2 separate regions of the Columba livia genome follow, and region 1 is linked to region 2. Evidence: chromatin contacts called from public Hi-C data. All regions are on one chromosome and are shown on one strand. The core of a region is the stretch at or near the end of the contact, and the rest is flanking DNA. Distances in the headings are between cores, read along the strand shown.

The links. A called contact is a pair of places that touch in the nucleus more often than the background predicts.
Region 1: a Hi-C map of crop shows a contact between it and region 2, with 2.7 times the contacts expected there. The contact joins the promoter of NOA1 here to the enhancer-like site in region 2. A contact is called at or near these places in 2 of 2 Hi-C or Micro-C datasets (crop and liver).

Annotation. Positions count from the first base shown.
Region 1 is chr4:47,951,105-47,957,941 of bColLiv1.pat.W.v2, forward strand. It overlaps NOA1 (nitric oxide associated 1), which reads right to left and starts at 2,151. Exons shown (of 7, transcript XM_005510980.3): 1 at 996-2,151; 2 at 165-329. The coding sequence starts at 2,151. POLR2B (RNA polymerase II subunit B) reads left to right here and starts at 2,019. Exons shown (of 25, transcript XM_065061503.1): 1 at 2,019-2,168; 2 at 2,418-2,490; 3 at 3,269-3,419; 4 at 4,395-4,507; 5 at 4,759-4,978; 6 at 5,900-6,058. The coding sequence starts at 2,150.
Region 2 is chr4:47,908,214-47,916,030 of bColLiv1.pat.W.v2, forward strand. SARAF (store-operated calcium entry associated regulatory factor) reads left to right here. Exons shown (of 6, transcript XM_065061547.1): 6 at 1-1,691. Among named protein-coding and RNA genes, the nearest start is that of REST, 9.9 kb to the right of the region's middle. Within about 2 kb of position 2,383, at least 1 of the 3 cell types and tissues checked has an H3K27ac peak away from gene starts, as active enhancers do.

The DNA of each region.
Region 1 (6,837 bases), core at 901-3,400, 43 kb after region 2:
GTTCCTCTCATAATTAAATGGAAATGAGTTCTTTCAGAGTTGGAAGAAACGACTCACCAAAACCCTCTGGATTCTACAGCAAATTAAGGAGTTAACAGTCCTTCGTGTAATGCAATATTTTCATCAGGGCAGAGAGGCAACGCCTTTACACAAGCAATACTCACCCACTAAATAACCTTGCTTTTTAAGGTGCTTAAGGTACTTCTTTTCTCCACTGCTTAACTCATCTTCTGTTTTTGTTGCCTCCTCTTTCAGCCTCTCCTGCCTTCGGAATATCCTGTCACATGTAGGATTAATAATTGGAAATTTCAACAGGTTCAGTGTTGTTCCTGGAAAAAAAAAAATCAGAAGACTTGTTTGAGGAGGACATTTGTTTGCCTGGCACATTTAAGCTCTAAGGAAAAAAAAAATGCTTCTCCAACTTTTGGGTGAAACCCAGTAAAACAAAGCTGGAGGGGGAACTACAGCTGCTGTCATAAAGTACTACCATCCCCAGGCGCAGTAGTGGAAATGAGGCATCCATCCACCTGAGACCTGCTCTCACCTACAGTTTGATGAAATGGGTGTCAAAGCCAAGTGGTGCCAAGACTGACTTAATACACCTCAGGCAACCCCACCTTCAGGCAGCTTGGTTTGTCCTATGATCTTTTTATGGGTGCTCACTGTTCCACCTCCTGTTTTCTCTAGACTGGAGGGCACCACAGATTGGGTACCACCTAGCTCTGGTTTACCAGCCCCCTCACTGCTACAAGCTGCGCAGCACCCTCTGTGTGTACCTCTCACCCTTGCTGGCCGGAGGAAGGTGGCGATGCAAAGCACAGTGCAGCACTGGAGCTCGCTGCCCACAACAGCGGCTTCAGGGTGGCAGGCACCCGCTGAGTGACACATCCCCCTGCCCCAGGGGTGGCTTTGCAGGAGGCTTGGGGCTAGCTGGCCTCTGACTGCCCAACACCGCACGTGACCCCTGCTGTGACGAGAAGAGTGGTGCCCCTGACCTGGCCAGGGTGACACAGTGGCCCTGTCGACAGCGTCGGTGGCGCGGGACTTGCAGTAGTCGGAGCGCAGCAGGGCATTGAAGAGTGTTGACTTGCCCGAGTTGGTGGCACCCAGCAGGTAGACATCACCTGCACACTTCCAGGAACGCTGCAGCCGGCTAATCAGGCCCTCCATGCCAAAGCCCGTCTTGGCGCTCACCAGGCGGACATCCACCACCGGGGCTCCGTGCAGCCCGGCCTCGGCACAGGCTGCTGCCACTCGCTGCCGCAGCCGCCCCAGGTGCCCGGGGGAGTCAGCGGGTAGCAGGTCCACCTTGTTGCCCACCACCAGCAGCCCGCCGGCGGGGACATCGGGGCCCAGCAGCGCCGGCAGCTGCGGCAGCACCGGGTCGGGCAGTTCCAGCACGTCGAGCAGGTAGAGGAGGAGCGGCCCGCGGCCGTGGCGGGGGGGGCGGCGCAGGGCGGCGCTCACCACCTCGCGGTGCTGTTCGGGCGGCAGCCGCAGCCGCAGGGCCCGGCCGTAGTGGGCCAGCAGCCAGCAGCGCTGGCAGACGGCGCCTCGCAGCCCCGCCACGCCGGCCGGGCCCTCCGACAGAGTCCGGTACTTCTCCGCCGGCACGAAGCCCGGCGCCGCGCCGTCGCGGCAGTGCAGCTCAGCCCCGCAGCCTGAGCAGCTCACGCCGCTCGGCGGCAGCGAGGGGTCGGGCGTCCCCACCACCGAGCGCCGCTCCCGCCGCTTCTTGCCCGGCTCCCGCTCTCGGCGGGCCGCCGCCGCCGCTGTTGCTGCTGCTGCCGCCGCCGCCGCCGCCTCGCCCGGCTCCGGCTCGTACTCGAGGAAGACGAACTGCTCCTCCTCACCGCTGGCTGCCGCCTCGCGCCGCCGCACCGGGACCCAGGGCCGGGCGCGGGCCAGCCGGGCCAGCAGCGCCGGGGCCAGGCGGAGCATGGCGGCGCCGGCACTTCCGCGGCCACGCGAGGGGACGGGACTTAGCCGCCGCGCATGCGCGGTCCCGCTCCCGCTGCCTCCTGGGAGGTGGCGCACGTAGCGTGAGCAGGCGCCACTCCGCCGCTTTGCAGCCGCTCGGTGCTGAGCTTCGCCGCCCTCCTCGCCCCGCTCTCGGCCGCCGCCGTCCGCGGCCTTTCCCACCGCCATCATGTACGACGCAGACGAAGGTGAGTACGCCGCGGCTACGGGCCTTGCCCGCCGGGGCGTTTTCCCGTCTCAGCCCGGTGAGGGGGGGCGGGGGAGCCGTTGGACGTGCGCAGGGCCCGCGGAAGGCGGGGTTGGGGATGGGGGGTTCCGGGCGCCGTGCTGGCGTGCCAGAGGGTCCCTCATCCCGCCGTGTGGCGGCCCCGCCTCAGCAGGCGAGGGGGACAGTGGGGTGACTGGAGCCCGGCTCACTCCTTGTGCTTCCCCGGCAGACATGCAGTATGATGAAGATGATGATGAAATCACCCCCGACTTGTGGCAAGAAGCCTGCTGGATCGTTATTAGGTGACTTATTAAAACTCACTGTTTTTAATGCATTAGCATGTGTGCTCCTGGCCTTACAGGTGACATGCGGATTGCTTGCTGTATGTCAAGGAAGCTGCAGGCTTGGTTATGCTAAATTGGGTGTTATAGCATGTTCAGAGCATAAGGGCTTTAAGCAGAAACAGCAGGATTGTCATTAAGATATAAGAAGCCCTACTGACCCCCAGTGGGGTGCACTGTTTTAAATGAAGAAGAGAGTTTGGTGCCGCATCAAGCACATGATTGGGCCTATTACTGTCACAGCTGATGGTGGCATTAGGAAATCAAAACTTAGCTATTTCACTGTGTTAATGGCAAGACATGTTAATAGCAAGACATGAACATCCAGCACCTGCAGCTTCTTACCAAGGTATAAGTGTCATGTTTCCCTTCTAATTTAAGGTAGACTGTGCAAACACTCGTGGCTTAGCCAAGAGGTGGCAGCAAGTCTGTCGCTTTGTAGTGTCTGTGTCTTCAAGTAGTGAGAGAATCATTAAACATTTTTGAGCATCTGTGTTTGAAACTCATGCCTTGGGAAAAATGAATGTATTTGCTTCTGTACTGTATTTTGTGACTTTTTGAAGTTTTGAAATAAATCATAGAATCATTTTGCTTGGAAAAGACCATTAAGATCATCAAGTCCAACCATAACCTAACTCTAGCACTAAACCATATCCCTAATACATCTTAAGCTTGTCGATGTATGAAGTATATGAATTAAACTAAGTTCTCTTGTTCATTAATGCACTGTTTTTTTCAGCTCCTATTTTGATGAAAAGGGTCTAGTCAGGCAACAGTTGGATTCTTTCGATGAGTTTATTCAGATGTCTGTGCAGAGAATTGTTGAAGATGCTCCACCAATTGATTTACAAGCTGAAGCCCAGCATGCCACAGGAGAAGTGGAAGAGCCGGTAAGGGTAGATCCCTGGCAGAGGTGATTTGTTTCTATAATGCAAAATGATTTTCGGTGGGTTTTATTCAACCCTCATCTGAAGAGGTGGAAATACATCTGAGTTATGACACTGCTCATGCAGTCAGTAGGACAGAAGCATGGACTCTATGGATTCTATGAGGTACCATGGCCGAGTTTCGAGGTAGTCAGGTGTACTGCTGAGAAACACACACAAGAGCTTTGTTATCATAGAATAGTTTGGGTTGGAAGGGACCTTCACAGCTCATCTAATCCAACCCCCTGCAATGAGCAGGGACATCTTCACCCAGATCAGGTTGTTCAGAGTCCTGTCCAGCCTGGCCTGGGATGTCTCCAGGGACAGGGCATCTGCCACCTCTCCAGGCAATCTGGGCCAGTGTTTCACCACTCTCATTGTAAAAAATGTCTTACTCATGTCTTAACCTGGATCTCCTATCTTTTAGTTAATATCATTACCCATTGTCCTATCGCAACAGGCCCTGCTAAAAAGTCTGTTCCCACCTTTCTTATAGGCCCCCTTTAAGTACTGAAAGGCCACAATAAGGTCTCTCCCGAACCTTCTCTTCTCCAGACTGAACAACCCCAACTCTCTCAGCCTGTCCTCGTAGGAGAGGTGTTCCAGCCCCCTGATCATCTTGGTGGCCTTAGGCAGAAAAGTTTATGGCTCAAAAGTTCTTTGTTAACTTTCTTTGGCCAAAATTAGGTCTAAGTTTTCAAAGGGTGCCATTGCTCATCATCTTCCATTGACACCATGTTCTAAATGAGAGCCAATTATCTAAGGTTCACGCTGCGTGAAAGTTCTTCAGTGTTTTCTTTTAATGTAGTCATCTGAAAAGGGATTGTCACCTCAAGGTGAGGACATGTGGCAGCATTGGGTATTAAGCTCTAGGATTGCTCTTGAACAACCAAAGTGGGTGTTTCTACCATTACAGGTAAATGTCTTCTTGTTTTCCAGCCCCGGTATCTGTTGAAGTTTGAACAAATCTACCTCTCCAAACCTACACATTGGGAAAGAGATGGAGCACCATCACCTATGATGCCCAATGAAGCCAGACTGAGAAACCTTACGTAAGAACAAACTCTGTAGTGGATAAACACAAGGAAGGACTGGCCCTGTGTTATTAATTGATAGTCTTTTTCAATTTAGCAGTGGCTTGAAAATATAATAGTTACTGCTCTATTCAAATTTTGATTTTTACTTGTCAAATCCACATGTGCTTTAATATTACCAGTGAGTGCTCAAACAACTGGTTCATTATCCTTCTGTACAACCTGGAGTAGTAACTGACAGGTAACACAATGCTGTTTTTATTCTGTAGGTATTCAGCCCCCTTGTATGTGGATATAACTAAAACAGTTATTAAAGAAGGGGAGGATCAGTTACAGACACAGCATCAGAAAACTTTTATAGGAAAAATTCCTATTATGTTACGTTCAACATACTGTTTGCTGAATGGCTTAACTGACCGTGATCTTTGTGAACTGAATGAATGCCCACTTGATCCTGGTGGCTACTTTATCATCAATGGATCAGAAAAGGTAAGGGGTTATACCTTGCACAGCCATCTTTACAAACACTGGAAGTTCTGTTACTTGTATCCACGTGCTTTGCCATGAACATAAGCACTTTTATTCCCATGTATCACAGTTACTGTGCGTGCTCGTGATCTTGTAGAAAGATAGGCTTTCAGTTTTCTGTTAGGACTTCATAGAGTCACCGTTTCTTCTTCTCTGAGGCACATTTCCCTTCTTTACTTTCATAAATTGTTTTGCATTAAATGCCATTAAGTACTCCAGATAATTTCCTTTCCATTTTCACCACAGCAGAGCAGCATGCACTGTAAAATGAGATACTTCACTCAGAGCCTCCTCCAGTTAATTCACAGCTGTGTAGATGCATTCTATTATAAGAATAGGTTCTTCCTTCCATTTTTGTGGATTCAGCTTTTGCAAATCATATACTCTCCATCTCACCAATGAATCTGGTAGTTATTTGTAACTGACACCTTGGCAAATGCAGCAAAAGAAATAAATTGTATTTTTCTTCTTGGGGGCAAAAAAAATAATCTGGCTTTCACCTTGGGAGCTGGCATTTAAATTTAAATGTCTGTAGTGCATTGGCCTTCAAAACAGATAGTGAAATTATTTCTTTATCAGTGCTGTGCCTAAGCTAACAGAAGTGTCTTGGCACAGCTAGCAAATGCAGTAAGTTCATTGTACAGAACAGTGATCTTGGAGTCTTTTGTTTTGGTTATTCTATCTGAACTGGGTGTATGCTTTGCTTAATGTGGTATTTTTAAAATGTAGAGTACCATCCAACTGAGTTTGGCAAATTGACCTCACACTGCACAGTGCTCTTAAAGATAAGGCACCTGAAAGAATAGTAGAAACACACTGTGCTTCTTACTTTCAGCATGCCCTTTTGTCAGTTATTTACTAGTGTTCTTGTTTCTAACGCAGGTTCTGATTGCTCAAGAGAAAATGGCTACAAACACAGTGTATGTGTTTGCAAAGAAAGATTCAAAATATGCCTACACGGGAGAGTGTAGATCTTGTCTGGAAAATTCCTCTCGACCAACAAGTACTATATGGGTTAGCATGCTGGCCAGAGGTGGGCAGGTACGTCTAAGCAGTAATAACCCCTGGCCTGGGGCTTACATTAAAGCTTGTCTTAGGAGTTTCGTTACTATCCCATCTCTTTGTGTCATTTACTTTTGAGATTTTGAGAAAAGATTTATTCTGATGCTAAGTTGTAAAGAAGCTAAAATTAAATGAAGATATATTCTGTTTGTCATAGATTATGCATATCTCTGCGACAAATAACGTGAGGATTGAAGAGTCAGTTTCTGGCAGGTTTATGGCGAGGCTGAAAAATAATTCTAGAATTACTTTAATTACATTTTTAGAAAATACAAACAAGCTGCATCCTGTTTGTGGGCGAAGGGCAAGAATAGGAGCAGGGACCCTGTCTTTGCTGATGGCCAAGCTAGTGTTTAGATGTGTTTTGCTCACTCGCTCCTCATGGCGGGGGTGCTCTTGAGGGGTTGTCCTTCTGCATCCCACAATGTCTGTTTCTTTTTGGGAGGGAGGAGCAACTACTTGAATAATTTCGAGAGACTGGATTAGAAAAGCTGGACTTAAGCTGGATTTAAGGTGACAGAAGGAATGCTTAGGGTGGATAGGATTGCTCTTTGCAAATACACAAGGGGAGAGAAAGGATGCATAGAAGTGAATGAATAGTTGTACAGGGTCCTTCAAAAAGATGGACCCAATTTCAGTTGCATTCCAATTTCCAATGAGTCCATCTTTTTGAAACATGCTGTATTTCAATTCCTTTGTCTAAGCAAAAACTTTCCAAATTTTTGGAGACTTCTAAAATTAGGAATGTTTTAGAAATA
Region 2 (7,817 bases), core at 1,133-3,632:
TTGAGGGATTATGGCAATGGTAGCCTTTCTAGATTTTCAAAGCAAGTAGCTTACTCATGTTCTGGGCTCAGTTCCATTTAATCCAGAATTTCTGAGGTTTTGTTCTTTTTTTTTCTTGGTGGTTCAGCATCTAAAAGGCCTCGTGTGGAATCCACCTGATATTTAAGGGGTGCTGCTCATCAAAACTACTTTTGTTTGTCTGTGTAAAATTCATGTGAACGTTACTGTAAGTGCAATCGGCTACTCAGATGGATGTTGGGGTTTTTACTTAGTGGAAAAGAACAAAACAAGAGCGAGACTAACATTAATATAATGTTTGTATCTGTGCTATGTGACTATTGGAGCCAAAATTTGCAGATCTGAGGACGCTTTATGTTTTAGGATTTATGCAAGTGGCTGTGCAAACCTGGGGGATTTTTTGTATAAATTATGAAAAATAAAATAACCTGAAATGAGATAAGGTAATCCTTCTCTAATTGGACCTTTTCCTGGAAGACTGAAGTCATTTAAATTCAGGTGGCTATGGACACTTTGCCCTCATAACATCTCCAGACTTCTATTTTAATGGTGGATGTTAGGAATGCTCTGAAAACTTCTGATGTGAATGGTCTGTCCTGCTAGATGACCTGTCCAGGACACAGTAAACCAAAGGTGCTCATTGCAAAAGGGAAGGGGGCATTCTTAATCCAAAGCTGGTAGTATCTCTAGAATGTAGCAGGCCCTGGAACTAAGCAGAAAAGGAAATTTTTAATTTTAAATGGGACGGGGTGTCAATTTGGGATTGATATCTAATGGGATGTCAACTTTCCCAGATGTACGTTTTAAAAACAAAATATTGTCAAAGAGTGGGGAGCAGAGAGGCCTTGCTTTGTTTTGTGGTGATATTTTGGGGCTCTGAGAAGTGTCCCATAGTTCTTGTGTGATTTGCTGTGACCTGCGAGAGGCATTGTTGAAAAAACAGAAATGTCTCAGGATTGTGGGAGAGGAGAGAGGGGAAAGTGAAAAATGGGCTGGTTGACCACCAGCTTTTATCCAGAGGCCGTCCTAATACAGCTTAGAGGTGTGCGGGTGTGCACAGCTTTTCCGTGGTGTCAACAAGAAGTCAACAGAACCTACCAAAAAAAGTGTAGAACTTGAGCTGAAAATGTGAAAATCTTGATAAAATTGGTAGCTTGAGGATAAAGTAGTTGTTTGCTTCTCAGAACCACCTGAGGATTGGAGGGGGAAACACCTTCATTAATAGCCTGCTTGATCAACCTAGAAAGCAGAGAAATTACAAAGACTGTAACTGTTGGCCTGTTAAAAAGTCTTACCTTTTATGAGGAAAAGCATGTGATAAATCTTATATTTTTGACCCAACATAGCAAAATAATGTATTTTAAATGTGGAGTTTTTACTTATTTCGAAGTGTACTCAAGTTGAAACTTGTCAGAGTCAATACTTTCTTTACCAACTAATTACATAACAATGAAACTGGATTTTTGCTAACTGGGTGGTTCAAAGCTGAACTTTGCTCTCAAATTATAATGTGTTAAGAAATGTTTTGAACAATGTTTTAACTTGTATTTATCGTTTCTGCATGGAATGTGATTTGATGCATAAACCTGATGAATTACCGTAGTTTCGGAATCTCTTTGTAGGATATTTTTCCCCCTTCCCTTTGATAAAATAAAGAAATAAATGAATAACAAGTATTTTTGTCGTTAAAGCACCATCTTGAGGCCTGCAGGGATGGCACTCTGTTTTGCAAGTTTGGCAATGTCTCATCATCAACTTCCAAGGTGGTGTAATATCAGCCATTACCCCCAGATGCAGAGCTGGTAAGCTGTATATTTTATTTCAACAAAATAAAATGGTACTGGGAATAGTGTTATTTCCTGTATTGGATTTTCAATAACAAAATACTGAACCATGTAAGGAATTGAAGGATTTCTTGTAACTTGGAGTTTCACATCTGAGTCTGCAGAACAGCTCTATTATGGTGGTGAGTTCCTGGTTTACAAGGTCATTAGCTGAAACTTTCAAAAGAAGTTACAATCGCTGCTGCTGTTCCTGGTTGTGGATACAGCAAAACTCAGCCCTGCGACAGCAGCTGACAAATCTGCTACTTATAAAGCATCACTGCTGAACAGAGACATGGCCCACAGATGAGGCAGTTCAACTTCTCGGCAGTGTAATGCAGGGATAGATTGAGGCTTGCAAATTCTGGTATCAAAGTTTCCTTGATCAAAGATCAAGGATGTTGGTAAGGCTCCTGGAGGAAAATAACTTGTGGAGGGCAGCTTAGAGCTCATACTTGTGAGAGACCTTGAGCTTCCTTCCTGAACATCTGATCTGGAAGATCTGAGTCTTCCTTTTTGCTCCTGGACGGGGTTTTGGCAACATCTTCACAGCAACTTCATAGTTGCAAGGGATATGTAAATGTTTAAACTGTTAAATGCTGTTGTAGGGTAATTGCAATTCTACTTGGCACCACGGACTAGTTCTGCTTATACTCTGACATGGCTTACATCCTCACACAAAACTAAAGCTCATTGCAGGAATGAATCTCCTGTTTTTACAGCTGACTTCCCCTGAAGCATGTGATGAAAGAATAAAAGATGAACAGAGATAAGCTTTCTCTATGCCAGTCTGTCTTGTGACTCAGCTCCCAGGTCAGATCTTGGCTGGGTCTGTAGACTGTCATGCTATGAAGCTTGCTTTTTTCTCTGGGTGCAAGGTGTGTGTTAGACTTACTAGCCAGGTGAGATGGTATGTTTTGGTGTTTAGCATTGTGGAGTTTTTTAATATATATATTTTTTTTCTATCATCACTGCTTTATATCACTATGTTCTAAAAGGGAAATTAAGCCAGACAGCACCATTTCCAGAACTAGGAGTTGTTGCACAGAAAAATTGCCAGAATAAAGTAGCAAGCGATGCCTGCCTGCACAGTCATCTAAAAGCTGCAAATGCAGTATTTGTACGCAGACTGTCCACTTAGCATCAACTGCAAGTGTTGTATTTCTCCCTCTTTAGTAAAGCAAATTGATGTTAGTTTTTAATATTTTCAGAGTACCTATCAACCAGTAATTCTAGTACAGAAACAGCCCAGCTGCCTCCAAACTAAACTATATGAGCAAAGCCACCACCAAAAAAAAAAACCCTTCCCAAACCCCCTCCTGGAGATTCAGTCTGTACCAACAGACAGTACTATTCTCTCATTTTGTGTACTGAAATTTATTGTCAGATCCCTTGTTCTCCTTCCATACCTATTGGGGCTGTTCAGGGTTAAGTGCTGTCTGGAAGGGGCTCCAAATCCCTCAGCATATTCTGCTGAAATGTTCTTCTGCAGCTGATTCTCTTGCTTTCCCAATACTGTGTCCAACAACAGTGGTTTTCACTTTCAGACTTTTCCCTTTCTGTTGCAGCTGTGTTTTGCCACTGCTAATGAAAACAATCAGCAGACTCCTTTTGTGGCCTGTATTTCTTATCTCCCACTGTCTTATAGTTCTTTCTGTTCTTGCTGAGTGTCAATGTTTTCTTCAGTAAGGAAGTGACAAGCACTTGCAAAAAGTACATTGAGCTAGGAATGACTGGAGTAGATTGAGATGAAGTCAAGGGAGCAAACTGTCAGGCTGCAAATTGACCTCTTTGGGCTGGATGTCTGTGAAAGTAACTTTTTTCAATCTTTTGCCCAAGAAGCATTTTTGTCAAGGATGCAGTATTTGCAGCTGGGGACTGGAGCAGACTGGTGAACTGGCAGCATGGAGAAGACCTGAAAACGTCCTCTCCGTCCTACCTTAGCAATGACTAAGACTTGTGTAAGCAGGAAGCTGGCCTAGCATGTGCTCATTTAGCCGCTCTGCAGGCATGCCATTGCAAATCCTGCAGGTAGATGTATGTTCACAGTTATCAGCTGCTTCTGAAAATGCCACAAGGCTAGTGCCAAGCACAAGAAAGGGGACTTGATTCTGCACCTGTGTTTCTTTCCCACTGCAGTGTGTCTTGGAATGAGCTGAGAAGGCCAGAAATGGAAAGAGCAGTGAGCAAGCATGATAAAGGGCAGCAAGTTTACACATATACTAGCAAAGCCAGGGTTGCAGGTGGAGCCTTTGCCCCGCTATGTCTTTTCTGTTTGCTGTTCTCACACAGCAGCAGGAAATACTAGGTGGCTCTCAGTTGTATCAGCCTTTTTTACTGGGCTTGAAAGTTTCGTCCTGCATCCCTAAAGAAGTCCTAAGGGCAATTATTAGTGATACACAGTGACACCTTTTGCTCTCAGGACTGTCTCAGCCCAATTCAGTCTTGAAACTGTCCACTGTGAAGCTGTGTGGAGAAAAATCGCTGTCAGCTTAAAGACCAGGTTCTCTTGAATTATCACACAGAGAATTTTTGCTCATTTACTGGATTTGCCTTGACTTCCCTTGCCCTTGGGTTCCTGGTCCCTGCAAGTCATCTTCTGTAGGTCTCCTCTGTCCTTGTTATCAGCATGTGGGCATTTATTGAGGCAGCACTGGAATTTCCAGCAATCTTTTGCTGCTGATGAGTAATGGGAGTTATTAAATCTCCCAGTCAACTCCTGTAGTAATTTTCCTGTCATTTAGCAGCTGCAAATGCATCACATCTTCTTAAATGAGCAGAAGACAATTATGGGTGAGGGGAAAAAAGAGAAAATGAAAAAGCATCATGAATGTTGGAGGTGAAGCAAATAAAATAAAATGTTGTAGGTGAAGGAACTTTGCAGAGCTGACCTTCATCCTGGGAATACTTCACTGACATTGTTTTCCCAGGAGGAGGAGTACTTTATTGTTGCTGTGGATTTGAATAACACCACCAGTGTTTCTGTACCACTCCAGTGAGAGTGGGAGACTTAGAACTCTAACAGACTTGACATTCAGTAAAGTCAGACCTGTTTGAGGCTCTCTGTGGTTTGATACACAGCTTCCAAAGAATTGGTAACAGGAATGAGTGAAGTTACATCAGTGCAAAAGTTCATGTGGTTGTAAGCTTAGACAGAAACAAACTGATCTGCGCTGTTTCTGAAATTGAGGTCAAAATCAAAGTAGGCTGAAACATCTCAGAAATTTGTTTATGTCTTTGCTTTTGGGTCAAGGAGGTGCTATTCAACACAAATTGTCATCTGCTGCTGACACCTGCTGTCAGCAGTAAAGTGCTGTTTTTCTTATGTAGGCAAATTGCATGTCTTCATTGTGACTATAAGAAAGCCAGCCAGGCCCCCTGGGTCACAAGGCAGTGGGACTGGACTCTTGGCAAGCTTGGTCAGTTAATTCTACATGCTCTCCTTCATAACAGGTGGAAGGATTTATTTCCTTTTTAACAAGAAGCTGGGGATTAGGCTGTAACTAAGTGAATGTGTATAAAACTGAAACAGCACAAATGTAAGCAATGAGAGGAAGACCACATTTGAATCAAGTAATCCAGTTGTACCTGAGATATTAATACATTCCCTTTGAATCAGCTGATCCAGCTGTTAAAGAAAAATTAGGGTTTGGACAGATACTTCTACATTGCAAAGCTGCTTTGGGCATAATGGAGAAACAGAACTTTCTGCAGCAGCTGAGGGAGAAACACAACACAAACCATCTCCGACAGCATTCATCTGGGGAGAGCAAGGAGTCCCAGACAGGAGCCAGTGAGCGTTTCTAGCCTGATCGTGCTACTGAGGCATCTGTTCCTCTCCAGTCTTTGTTTGCTCATGCACCTGAGAGGCCTCATGAAGCAATGAGTGCTACCACTTAGCCTCAGCTTGGCAGACCTCCAAGCCAAGAGGCTGTGGGTGCAGGAACATTGTATTTGACCTTTGGACAGCATGGCAGGAGAGGCCCAGCTGAGCTGCAGGAATGTTTCCTGCCCTGGAATGACAAATGAAGGAAGGATAAGGAATGGTCAGCAACAGAGACCTTTGAAAATAGATGTAGGATGCTCTGGTGAAGCCAGCTGACATACTGGAGGGTGTTCTTGTGCACTGTGGTTGCAGCACTCTAAAGGAGCTGCATACCCCAGCCTGCATGTGGCTTCTGAAGACAGTGCGTGCATTCAGCTGCTGTGTCCAGCAGTCCTGACTCTTCTCTTCCTCTCTTCCCAAATGTATGGCCTAACTACACATTTTCACAATCTTGCCAGCTAAGACACACATGCACCTCAAAATACAAGCCCTCTGGTTTATGAAACTCCTTACTGCAGCATGTTTAAAAGGCCAGAAACAAACATGAGATGGAAAGGATTAGGCAATTTTTCAGAAAGTCAACACATTAGTGATTGAGCCATTGTTTGATTTCTGGGTCAAAAATCCCCAGATCTTTAATTCCAGAAGCAGAAGGGTTAATGGTGCCCATCAGTCAGGGTACTGGAGTAGGCAGAGCTTTCCTTGGGGGCAGAATGACAGCTCCTACATCCTTACCTATGAGGACCAGTCCCCTGGCACAGCCTCCTAGTACAGAAAGGTAATGCTAGCTGAAAAGCACTTTTCCCAATACAGTGTACTCCAATTCTGCAAACAGCGTACCTGTAATTGCACTAGTGCTTTTGCTGGTACAGGTGAAAGGAGAGAAGATCATGGGTATTTTGTATTCCTGTCCCAATAGATGTTCTTGGCAGAACATTTAAATGTAGACCAAACTTCATAATAAAGTTACAATAGTTGCCACCCCCTTATTCAGCATCGCTGTTAGAGCAATGATTTGAACACACAGTTGCCCTTATTGCATTCAAGCCTTTGTGCCTTCACACTTTGCAGACAAGACTGCTAAACAAGTTAATTTTTCAAAGATCTGGACGAGGGCAGGTAACATTATTGCCTGTCTTCTTGGAAAGTTTGTGCACAAGACATTAATGTCAAGATTTAGATGATGAAATGAAATCCACGTTATTCTATCTCAAAGAGTGGCTTGATTTCCCACTGAAATCAGGAGAAAAGGTAGAGTCAACATTTTTACTGAACAAAAAGCCAGTTATTAAATACTTCATTTGTTTTTCAAGAGATGGAGCTGTAGTCTGTGCTACATTGCAGTGGCCACATAATGTCTAGATCTACAGAACATAGATTTTAAGATCTCATAGATCTTGACAAATAAAATGTCACTACACCAGTTCACGTTTCCACCCAAGACAGGGATGTTGCAGGAGCCTCTTTTAACCATAGCAGTCTGCTTTTATAAGCCAGGTGAGAACTGTAGAGAGGAGAAATATCTTTTATTAGCATGAAACAGAGCTTGCATTTTGCTTTTTCCTCACTATTTTTCTTCAATTAGCTTTTCCAGTGTACTTTTTCCCATACAATTTGCCTTGCTACTGAAGGTCACTGAATTGAAATGACAACTGCATCTATCCCAGAGGAGGTGTCGGAGCGGGCTGGCTGGCAAGGGGAGAGTTAACAGGATTGGCATGATTTTCCTATTCTGCAGTAGTGGCTGAGGGCCCCAGTCCAGACCCGGAGAAGAAACCCATGGTGGTGGGCACTATGTGCTCCCAGCAAAACACAATCCCAGTACTGCTGGGTCCCCACACAAAAGGCTGGGGGCAGGGATTGCCCTGCGGGGATGGGTGGGATGCGGTTTTTCCGGTTCCTTTCTCACTTTGTGGGCAGAGTTTTGTTAGTCCGAGATGAGCTGCGGAGATACTCTGCACAACCCCATGTTCTTTCTAAAGAAAAGCGTGAACAGGGAGACATTGATAACTGGGGTTTGAGATTGGACTGACCTCCTAGGTCAATCGACAAAGTTGAGAACTATCATTTTGGGTTGTTTTGTTTTTTCCCAGGTGAAAAAAAGGAAAAGAAAATTAAAAAAAAAAAAAAAACAAAACACAACATAGAAA